Regions from separate parts of the Neogale vison genome. Here region 1 is linked to region 2. Evidence: chromatin contacts called from public Hi-C data. All regions are on one chromosome and are shown on one strand. Each heading gives the region's core, a stretch centred on a gene start, on an enhancer-like site or on the middle of the called end of the contact. The rest is flanking DNA. Distances are from core to core; before and after follow the strand shown. Region 1 holds the start of CITED2 (cbp/p300-interacting transactivator 2). Region 2 has its middle 740 kb from the start of CITED2.

Region 1 (5,890 bases), core at 1,403-3,902, 740 kb before region 2:
CAAACCTTAACTCTGGAGAACACTTGAAAATGATGGCAATTAAGGAAAAAAAAATGCTCTTTGACAACTTTGCAGCTTCTGATTAAAGCACACCAAGAGGCATGTTGCAATGGTAACAATGAAGCATTATGCCAATTATGTTAAATCCTGCTCTCCACTTAAGCTCATCATGACCTGTTTTAGTGTCCTGTAATTTATCCTTTGGAATGCTTACTCTCATCAATAAAGTGTTCAAGAAGAGGAAAAAAGCCACGGAAAGGAACCACCCCCCCCCCAATGACTTCTAGAAAACATGTATTTCTTAACTTTTTATTGACATTGGCAAATTAAAATAGAATAAATTAACAAGTATTTTTTCAAAAAAATGTTTTGTACAAAAATACTGTCAAAATTTCCTAAAAAGCTTTCAACACAGTAGTATCTTTTCATGTACTGAATATAACTATTAGCACAGTGTCAAAAATGTTGAAGACAGAAACAAAATAAAAATCTGTGAAATGTTTGCCACTGACGACATTCCACACCCTATTATTGTCTGTACATATGGGGGAGGGGGACAGCCAACTTGAAAGTGAACAGTATGACTTTTCCTGATCCAGAACGGTTTGGCCCACATCTGTTTAATCTTCCAGTTTAGCATATTAAAAAAATTAGGCTGTACTCAAATGCATAGTTAAAAAAATGAAGCGAGATGGCAGAGTTTGTGCAGTATTATCTGCCCTTCAGAGTTCATGCAACCAACTAATGCAATTTTTCCTTTCACTCGTAAATCTGAATGCAGTTCAGTCATTTGAAACCATCTACAAAATCCACAAGATTAAGCAGTTTGCCAAGATTAATATCTAACAGTTGAGCACTGGAGAAAGTGAGGAACTAAGGAGTAAAAACAAACAACAAAAAAGACCAAGTTAGCTAGATATTTCAACTACATAAGGGAGGTGAATGTCAAGGCTACAAAAACGAAACAAAAACAGAAAAAAAGAAGTGGCAGCAATTCTTTTAAACCAATTTGTACAAGTTTATAGTTTACTTTGTTTCCAAGTTCTCAAACCTTTCAAGATCTGAAAAGTGAGATACTGTGTCTAAGGGAATGTTTTTTAATTCACACCGAAGTTGGGGGGGCGGGGTGGGGAGGGTTTGATTCTTTTTGCCGGGGTTTCGATCAAGTCAACAGCTTACTCTGCTGGGCTGCTGTTTGCACACGAAGTCCGTCATAAAATCAAACTCGTTTTGCCCCAGCCAGAGTTCGGGCAGCTCCTTGATGCGGTCCAAACCCATTTCTATCACTAAGGACATAAGCACTTCCTCGTCGATGAAATCAGTGTCTATGACATTGGGCGGCAGCATTGCAGCAGGGACGTGGGCCACGGAGGCGGGCATGTTGCTGCCGCTGCCGCCGCCGCTGCCGCCGCCGCTGTTGCCGCTGCCCGCGCCGCCACCCGAGGTGCCGCCCGAGCCGCCGGGGGTGCTGCTGCCGCCCGAGCCGCCGGGGGTGCTGCTGCCGCCGCTGTGCTTGGGGTTGCAATCTCGGAAGTGCTGGTTTGTCCCGTTCATCTGGTGGCCTGCAGCAGGGTGCAAATCCGGCATGTAGTGGTTGTGGGGGTAGGGGTGATGGTTGAAATACTGGTTGTTGAGCTTCTGCAGCTGCATGCTGGCCGGCAGGGAGCCTCCCTGGCTGGCCACCGGGGGTCCCATGAACTGGGAGTTGTTAAACCTGGCCGCGGGGGCCAGCGCACTCGGGGGGTGCCCGCCGTTCACAGTCCCCGGCCCCATCGCATGCCTGATGCCGCTCGTGGCATTCATGTTGCCCGCGCCGTAGTGTATGTGCTCGCCCATTAGGGCGTTGAAGGCGTGCTGGGGCTGCTGCTGCTGGTGGTGATGGGGGCTCGGGAACTGCCCCATGCCCATGCGATGGGCAGGGTGGTGGTGCAGCCCATTGGTGCCGTCGGGGAAGCGCCCGTGGTTCATGGCCATCATATGGTCTGCCATTTCCAGTCCTGGAAGTGAAGAGAGCAGACTAGATTAGGACCCGCGCCACACGTGCAGCCCACCGCGGCGCACCCCACTTTTTCTCGCCTCTGGCCCCTAGGCTCCCCGGACGCACGTCGACTGCGAAATCGCTCGCCCTCCCTGCGATCCTACTAGTAGCTTGTGCAGCCGGGCTCGCCACCACAGCGGACCTGCCACCCACAAGAGATGGGCGCTCAACAAACAGCCCCTTCCCCTGTGCTCCGGCAGGCGGACCCGAGCCCACACCCCCCTCTGCTCCCCGAAGTCGCCTAATAAAGGAAGTGCCCCGTAGCCCTGCCGCGAACTTCAGGCATTAAATCAACCCTCCTCATCCTGTTGTTGCACATCCTGTTGTTATTCCCCAGCTCCGCCTCACGCTCTTCCTCCGGGCAAACCCAGCCCTCAGAGGACTGGGCTGGCAGGCGCCCCAGCCAGCTTCGCCCGCCGCGCTCACCTTCCGTCTCTGCGATTTCTGCTCCGAAGACCGAGGGCGGGATCGTCGGGTCCAGGACCGGCTCAGCAGCACATAGAGGGGGCCTTTCTGGTGTGCAGGGCGCTCGCTGTCGCGATGTCGGCACCAAAGTCTTGCAGTGGCCGCTGAGGCAGAATCGGAGCCGTTCCCTTTTATTTCCCCTCTGCTGCCCTCACAGCTCGGTAAGACCGCCCGGCAGCTGCCAACAATGAGCTGTGTTTCTTAGGGCTTTGGCCACAGTTAATATAAGGGATTTCAGGAAGGGCGGAGCGAGCCTCCCGGGCGGGCGGTAGCAAAACGCGGACTCCGGAGCCCCAGGCACGCCGGACCGGGTAGGCGAGCCGCGTCCCCGCGGCCGGAGGCACGTGCGCAGAGGCTGCGGGCCCAGGCCCCGCCTCGCTGCGGCCGACTCTGGTTTCCTCCCGCCCCATAAACGCGGATCAGCCCGGCTGCCCCCGGAGCGGGGAGAAAATGACCTCTGGAGCGCCAGCCCGAAAGTAGCGCCAGCCCTGAAAGGAGCGAGGAAAACGCACCGCTCCCCTCTGGTCGGATCCCCCACTCCCAGCTCTCCCGCTTGGCTCAGCTAGCGATCTGGGGTGCCTTCTACGGGAAAAAGGGGTTCTCTCAGCGCCCCCTTCCTCCGTAGTGCCCTTAGGCCTCCCCGGCTTTGCAACACCCCCCATTGCACGCCCCCCACCCCGGGCCGCGAAGAATGGCTGTGTTCTCCGAGTGGGGTTTTAAATCCCGGGACAGAAAATGCCCCCTTTCCCGAGCATACTTTGCTGGGCTGTGCCTTTGTGTTTTTACAGGGGCACTGGGTAATCCTGATCTAGATATTCGGCGTGCGGACGCATTTGTTTCCCCCTACTCCTTTCAAGGACAGAAGCTGGGGGCGGGGAGCGGCAGCGGCTGCAGGTGGACCGAGCGCGCTCGCGGACCCGCTGCCTCCGCTCCCGCTCTTGGGACTCCGGTCCGCGCTTTCGGGCCCGCTCGCCGCTCCCGGGGTACGTGTGCTTCTGCTAAGTTTGCGTTTGCAGCTCTTGGTAGCTTTGGCATCCGAGCTGAGGCGTCTCTGCTCTGTAAACAAACTCAGCGATCCTCGTCCCCAGATCCACCTTTTTGCACATACACAGTTTCTTGCTTCTGCTGTTGCCCTTGATCCGGGAGGTGGGGGGTGTGTGCAAACTTGCACAGCCTCCCTCCGGGCTCTGCCTGACGATTTGGGGTTGATTTAGAAGCGAACGGGTTTGTAATTAAGAAATTCGAGGGCTGAGTGAAGCTGCTGTTGCTGAAAAGGGAAAACAAATAGATAACATGGTAATCGCTTTGTAAATAAAGTCGTTCTGGAGGTGGGCACGTAGCTGCACGTCCCGTATGGCACCGTGCGCACACACGCTGCCGGGACTCTTCCTTTTCAGTGAAATTGTTCAGTGGGGCAATAGGCGATAATAATAACCTTGCTTCTCAGGACGCGGCACAAGTAGCCGGGTCGTCCATTTGGCTCATTGACTTGCAAATAAAAAACGCTTACACCGGTCTGGGCTGCTACCCGGTCGGAGCTCTCTTGCTTTCTCACATGGGGAAGCCGAGTTGTTTCCCCAACACCATGATGAGCCTGCTCTTGAGGTTTTATATTGCTCTTTAATGTGCTAAAAGCGAGTTTAACGCTCCGAATAAGGACTTCTGTTCTGAGTTGTTTCTTCATGACTGGATTGCCATTGAAGACTTCCTGCTACGAAGAGCTAGTCCCCCGCCCTCCACGCCTCCTTTTCTCCCTTGTTGCTCACAGGACTTTTTTAGGCCGTATTTTTTGAGGACTGGAAATTCTGATACATACATTTCCCCTTTCAGGAATTTGCAAAAGGAAGCAAATCCTGGTTTCGTTAATCTCTTACCTCTCCGTCTTCCTCTAGTTGCGTATCTAGATATATATACTTAGTGTACAAATATAATATTATATATATATATTTAAACATTGTTACTGTCTTCCTCTCTTTTTCAGTCTCTTCAGCATTTATAACTGTGCAATAATTTCCTTCGTGCCCGTGCAATAATTTTTAAAGCTCAAAAATATTTACTTTTTTGGAGCCTTGTGCACAGAGTACATTGCATTGTTGGTTGCAATAATGCCCTGCTCTCCTGTCCACCCACCACTTTTACTTGTAGGTCATGGACTTGCAGTTGCAGAATCAGAGGCTGGGAAAAAACCTGCAAGTGCCACTTTGTATCAAAAAAATAGGCTCCTGCTGGTCAACCCCAGACTCAAAAATCCTGCCATAGATTGTTTACTTCCCTTCCCTACACTGCTGCGTCTTGCAACACAAGGGCTGACTCTTGAATGTCTAATCTAAATTCCTCTTGGAACCATTAAGGAAAGGTGCAGCTTCATCCAGGCCCAGTGGTTTCACAGGCTATTGGGAAATCTCTTCAAAGGTCACCTCCCCGCCCCCCACCCCTTAAAGGGGAAAAAAAAATTAGTTCTGGGACCAGCTGGTTAAAACACGGCATGCTTTGTGCATTTACTCATCTGTCCAGTGAATGTTCCCCAAGAGCCAGACACTTTCCTAGTGCCTAGAGAAACAACCAATATAGGAACTCATATTCAAAAAGTGGAGATAGACAAACAGGCCTAACAAGCCTCGGGCACACTGTAATAAGTGCAACAACAGCATTCAATGCAAGGACTTCTGGAAATACATTGGAGGGACACCGAACATCGCCTTAGTGGTCTTCAGAAGGCTTCCCAGTGTAGGTGGTACCTAAATTGAGGCCGGAGGATGAGTGGAAGTAGGCCACCAGAGGAGGGGGCAGAGATGAGAGAAGCAAGGTTGGAGAGGTAAATCGGGGCTGGATCTTGTGGTCTTTGGTTCCCAAGCTGAGGAATTCAGGTTGTATCCTGAAGATGAGAAGCAGGTGAAGGCTTGTGAACCAGTGAGATGATCCCATTTTCATTTTAGAGAGATCAGGATAGGACTGTGGAGAATGGATTGAGAAAATAAGCCTGGAAACAGGGAGTCCAGTTAGGGGCGGTTATAGTCATCTAGGGTACGCAGAGCTTTTTGTACCCTGGGCTTTATCCTCTGCAGTGGTCTGTGTGTGACCTTCACAGCGACAGATGGCTATATTAGTTTCCTAGGGCTGTCATGACAAAGTACTACAGAGTTTGTTTACGTCACTCAGGCTTGAAGAGCAGGAACTTATTGTTCCAGTTCTGGAGGCTAGAAGTGCCATTTTCAAGTGTGACCAGGGCTGGTTCTGAGGGTTGTGAGGGAGAATCTATTCCAGGTCTCTCTCCTACAGTTGGGTCATTAGCTGGCCATCATCGCCTGATCTCTGCCTTTATCTCATGGTGTTTTCCTGTGTGCCTCTGTCTAAAATTTCCCCTTTTTCTAAGGACAGCGGTCATAT
Region 2 (5,942 bases), core at 160-2,659:
TTCAAAAGGGTATTAAAACAGACCCCCAAGTAGTCACAGGCATTTCCATTATAATGATATAAAGATCTTGTTAATCATAATGTTTGTCCCCTCAGCAGTCATTGCTACCTTCTGACTGAGTTTGAAAGTTTCTGAGGTAGGAACCTACTCTGGGGATGCAGGGTGTTCCTAGGCATTCCTGGTGGAAAGCTGTATCTCCGTGTTTTGTTTGCAGGCAGTGCTGAGTGTTTTACAATAGGAGCACTTTCTACATTGAGGCTGCCCCGTATTTGTCATAATCCAGTCAGGCCAAATTGAGAGTGGCTGAAAGGAAATGGCCTTTCCTTCCTCCTCAAGCTGTATTTATAATTTCCTACTCGTTTTTAGTTCGGCTACACTGGTGTGGAAATTTTCTTCTGACTGGGCAATAAAATAAGTAAAATTTATTTCTCAACAGCTGGTAGATAAAGTTGAGAGCACCAGTTAAAATAATAACAGAAAGCGCTGGAATTTGAATAAGGCAACTTCTTATGCAAGCATACAAATGGAAATTAATTCTATGATTCTCTTTTAACAGAGTATGTTTAATCCATAAAAGCTATAATTTATTATAAACAAAATATACCCTTACCTTTTGGCAGTTTTTTTTGGGGGGGCAGGGAAGTGTACGTTTATGAGATCCCAAAGTTTTATTTATTTTTAAGATTTTATTTAAAATCTTAAAGAGATTGTGAGAGATCACAAGTAGGCAGAGAGGTAGACAGAGAGAGTGGAGGAAGCAGGCTCCCTGCTGAGCAGAAAGCAGGATGTGGGGATGGATACCTGGACCCTGAGATCATGACCTGAACTTAAGGCACAGGCTTAACCCACTGAGCCACCCATGTGACCCCAGAGTTTAAATAACATGATGTGATTAAATATAAAAGAATTTGATAACTGACAGGACATTGGAGTTAATAGTACTCACTGAAGACCAGCTTAAGCTTAAGCTTCTCTAGGCTACTGTATTGACAGAAATTCTCAATGAATCATTCAGAAAACTCAGGAGCGGCTTGAGTATGTATGAATTGTCGCCAGGCTAACCTTGGAGGCCATTTCTGTTTTAAAATGGGATAGGAGTATTGAATGGTAGTGTTGGGTAAGGATGAAGAAAAGGTAACATGTTTTACTACTGCCAGCCTCCTAGAGATGACTTGAGAGACCTGTTTTGGGTTGCTGTGGGTATGTCCTGGGATGATAGTGACAACTATCACCACCCAATTTATTAAATCTCAATAAGAATGTTTCCATCATCTCTTTGCTAAGAATTTTTGGATGTAACATTTTCCAGAAGTCCTGGAAAATTTACTTATGTGCCAAAAATAAGAGTGAAATTGACTAGAAGCAGAAAGTCCCTGTCCAAGCTGAGGAAATGCAAAAAGTAAACAAACGATATAAATAGCAAAAGAATGTAAGTCTGTGGTTTGCAGTGACGTCTGGATGTCCAGTTTAAAGTTTTGTGCTTTATTCTTAACCTTACTTACAAACTGAGTAAGATTGCGACAATATACATGCCCAAACATTCTGTAGTTACCCGAGCATTTCATAAATATATCATTCTGGAGTGTTTTGAGATTTGAATCTTGAAAATGATTATCTTATCGAGAACAACTCATTTTAATTTTCCTTTTTAAATTCATGTCAGAGATGATATTATATACTCTTTTGACCTAAACATACCTTTCACTGTGGTTTATAGGTTCTCCAACCCTAAATTCTTTTGTTGTTGGTGGTAGTTACCATTTGAAAGTCTGATGCTTACAGATTTTTGTGATTATTGTTTGAGTTAGTATAGTTTTGTTCTTGGCCTTAAATCTTCAGGATACTTATTTTTAAACACAAATGTTAGGAACCTAACAAACATGAAATATTTTCAGGTTCCTCCTTGCATGTTTTTTGAGTTGAGATTGTCCCAGGTACTGGTTATCTTGACTGCTAATGTATTTAGGAAGATCAAAAAATTGAAAATTAGAGTCAATACCCTATAACTTATATATTGAATATTCAACATTTTATTTTATTTATTCATTTATTTATTTTTAAAGATTTTATGTATTTATTTGACAGAGAGACACACAGCAAGAGAGAGGACACAAGCTGTGGGAGTGGGAGATGGAGAAGCAGGCTTCCCACAGAGCAGGGAGCCTGATGCAGGACTTTATCCCAGGACCCTGGGACCATGACCTGAGCCAAAGGCAGACAGCTGAATGACTGAGCCACCTAGGTGCCTTGATCATTCAATATTTTAAAAGAGCAAGTCAGCTGTGTAAATTAAGACAAAGATGCTGGCATTTTCTTTCTAATGCTTTAGGAAGCAGGTTAAGACTACTACAGATGTAGATTCATGTTTTCCTAATAAAGATTTCACTTGAAATGTAAAGCAGTTCATTTCCTTCACATTCTGTGCTTGAAATTTTATGACATTGACTCCAATTTTAAAATATAAGTTACAAAAGTTTGTAATGCATACATTTAACTGCAAATCCTTATGATTTTATAATTTCTTATGCAAATTATAGACTCTTATGGTTTCAATTTAAGTGATTTAAGACCAAGAATGAGATAGATGCTAAATCTCCCTCACATTTGGGGCCATTATCTGCTATTTTGAGATACATTTCCTGAAAAAAAAAAAAAACCTTGAGAGTCATTGTTACTCTAAAATTTGGTCTTTCTTGCTTTACTATACATTGTAAAATATCACACTAGTCTTTTTTCTCTCCCTTTCTCTGTTTCTTCTATTTATAAATATTTTACAACCAATTATTATTATGTTTTTAAGATCTTATTTATTTGGCAGAGAGAGCCATGGAGAGAGAGGGAACACAAGCAGGGGGAGTGGGAAAGGGAGAAGCAGGCTTCCTGCGAAGCAGGGAGCCTGATACGGAGCTCAGTCCCAGGAATCTGGGATCATGATATGAGCTGAAGGTTGTAGATTAACCACCCAGGCATCCCTAATTATTATTATTATTATTATTTTATGTGAGCTCTCTACCCAACGTGGGGCTTGAACTTACAACCCTGTGAGTTTTATCCTAAACTTGAGTCAGCCAGTTGCACCTACAACTATTATTTTAATAAAATCTTAGAATGCTATTGACAAGAAAGGACCTTAGATGCTATTTTGACTGGTCTCTATGTTTTACATATGAGGAAGCTGAAATCTGAAAGTATTATTCTGCAGGGGAGGAAAAATACCTTTATCCTCCTATCCTTTTGGTTCTCAGCTGGGTCTGTGTGCCCAAAGACAAATTAAGAAAAGAAAAGCATAAGCAGTTATTTAATGTAAACTTTACTTGACATACAAACTTCATAAGGAAATGAAAAACACAGAAACAGTTAATCTGAGTGTTTTTATACCAGGTTTGATGAAGTGTAGAAAGTGGTAGAAAACTATGGTAGAACAAAAAGGGATATGAGCTAAGTGTAGTAAACTGGGAAAAACTTAGCAAACCCTGTTCATTCAGATTTCTCTTGCTCTCTGCCTTTTGAGATAAAGATGACCCTTTCCTCTGTGCATAAGGAGGGTACTTCTCACATGAGATCTTATGACCTGCTTCAGGGAAAATTCTTCCTGTTCCTGCTGTTTCTCAAATTTCTTCATCTTAAAGTAATCAATATGCCAAGGCACCATATTTGGGGGGAGCATGTCTTGGGCCCCATCAATGCCCTTTATGTCTTTTCTAAGGAAAGTGGGGACAAAGCAAAGGTCATCTGTTGAAGCAGGTAGTTTTTATAACTAACCATTTCATTCATTTTGAAAGTCCTCTTGGTCTCCCTGTTCTTTAAAGTCCAACTGACAATTTCCAGAAATTTCATGGTGGAAAAGTTAAAAGAGGCATATATGGCTCTTTTCTAACTATATAAAGGTAAATATAATGTATTGAGTCTCCGGTAATTGGTGTTTATAATTAAATTGAGGATTTTCACATTTTAGGACATTAAAAAAAATAATCTTTACCCCCAGTGTGGAACTAGAACTCAGGACCCCAATATCAAGAGTCTTAAGCTTTACTGACTGAGCCACCCAGGAGTCCTACACTTTAGGACTTTTTAAAAATGTATTTTTTCAGACTAATTTGTTGGGGTTGTGTGCTTTCTATGAAAAACCTAACATAATCTTCAAGAAATAATTTTGACAAATGGGTAAATAAAATCTTTTTTTAAAAAAAAGAAATAATTTTGACAAAATTTATCACTGAGTACTGTTATTTTGTTCTTCAGAATGTCTTGAATTATCTAGCTATCTCTTTATTTTCTATAACCCTAGTCTCTGTTCATGTCATAAAGAGCATGGCTTACTAGAAAAAGATCATAATTTTTGATGTTGAAAAATCAAAACTCAAATTCTATCCTGCTAGATGTGTTACCTTTGGAATTTACTTAAATATTCTGGTCATTAGTTTTATTATTTCTAAAATGAGAACTATACTGAATATCTTGGGTGATGTGAGCGATTTTTAATATTTTGCTTATTGATGTAACCTATGGGTGTTTGTTGTGTAGTGATTTAATGATTTGTTGACTGAATAATTATGTCATTCCTGTTTGAAGAGACAGTTACCATTTGTATTTGATGAAAGGTGAAAAAGCAACTTCATATGGCTGTTTTAGCAATTGAATAAAATTATAACATGCATAAAGTACATACAACTGCTTAAATGTTAAAGTCAGTGAGAATTCTTTGAAATTTGTACTGGGGTCTTTGAACTTACCTATTACCCATTTCTCATTTTACCAAAAAGAAAACTTAACATGGTGGTAATGACACAGAAAATTAATGTCAGTTCTGTAACAGAACATGGATCACTGTACTTTTAGTTTCCAGCACTTTCCATAATATTATGCCACCTTTCTTAATAAAAGGGTGATTATGTTGGGTCAAGGTATACTAGTATATTTTAATAGATATGTTAAGACCATGAGAATTGCCAGATACATGCTGTAAGATTTTATTAAATAATTAAACACACATACATTAGGATATGTATTTCTTCATATGTATATTTAATTATTAAATTGATATAAATTAGAATTTTTAAAAAATATGTTTTCTAAGTTATAACAAAATTAGGGAACTGGAAAACATCACAGACCATTATCCTGTGTATTAGAACAAAGCTGGATTATTTTCTGAGACAAAAATATTGTCTCTGATGATATGTTATCTCCTCTGTGTATACCAGTGTAGAAATGAAATGAATTTCTAACTGTTCATATGTTGTGGCTAGTTTCTAGCTGTTCCAAATGAGGTGTCAGTCCTATGACTGTCATATGGTATGTCTTAAATTGACAATATATTATCCCTGCTATTCAGGTACTAACTGGAGTATGACTTTAAACTTACTGTCTCACAATTCTTACCTATTAGGATTTACTTTGGGGTTTATTGGAGATTGAAAAATATGCCAAGATTATCTAAGACATTCTAAAACTTACTCTTATACCAAGTCAGCTCTTTATAGACGTCCACAGTGGGGACCATATTGTTTTGGCTAGTCCTGGGATTGCTTTCATTGAACCTCACTTTGGCTTTTGTCTCCAACCCTCATACTGGTTATGCCAGTGCCTTCTGGCATGCACTCATTTACTGGAGGAATGCCAACACCATTGCCTTTTCTACCAATCAGTACTCACCTCATGAGGACTAAAGGAAAAAATTTTTGTCTGTTCTTATTAACAGTAGTGGCTATGATTGGCCTTCACTACTGTTCTTGGTTCTGTGATCCCATCTTACCAAATCTGTAACTTACGAAACCCAATTTTTTCCTTATTCTCTATTTGGTTATTACAATCATCATCATTAGAATATGCATTATCATATCCTAAATATGCAAAGGCATATTTACAACCCAAAATCTTACAAATTATTGTACGACATTCATTGGTATGTTGACTTTCCTGACTTCACCTCTTCTTTTCTC

The links. A called contact is a pair of places that touch in the nucleus more often than the background predicts.
Region 1: a contact with region 2 is called in a Hi-C map of muscle, with 4 times the contacts expected there. The contact joins the promoter of CITED2 here to the enhancer-like site in region 2. A contact is called at or near these places in 2 of 3 Hi-C or Micro-C datasets (fibroblasts and muscle).

What each region holds. Positions count from the first base shown.
Region 1 is chr1:62,667,352-62,673,241 of ASM_NN_V1, reverse strand. CITED2 (cbp/p300-interacting transactivator 2) reads right to left here and starts at 2,652. Exons shown (of 2, transcript XM_044247730.1): 1 at 2,465-2,652; 2 at 998-1,997. The coding sequence starts at 1,989. The coding sequence ends at 1,168.
Region 2 is chr1:61,928,063-61,934,004 of ASM_NN_V1, reverse strand. No RefSeq gene overlaps it. Among named protein-coding and RNA genes, the nearest start is that of CITED2, 740 kb to the left of the region's middle. Within about 2 kb of position 1,409, the one cell type or tissue checked has open chromatin away from gene starts, as enhancers often do. A contact at or near this core is called in fibroblasts, where this site is marked.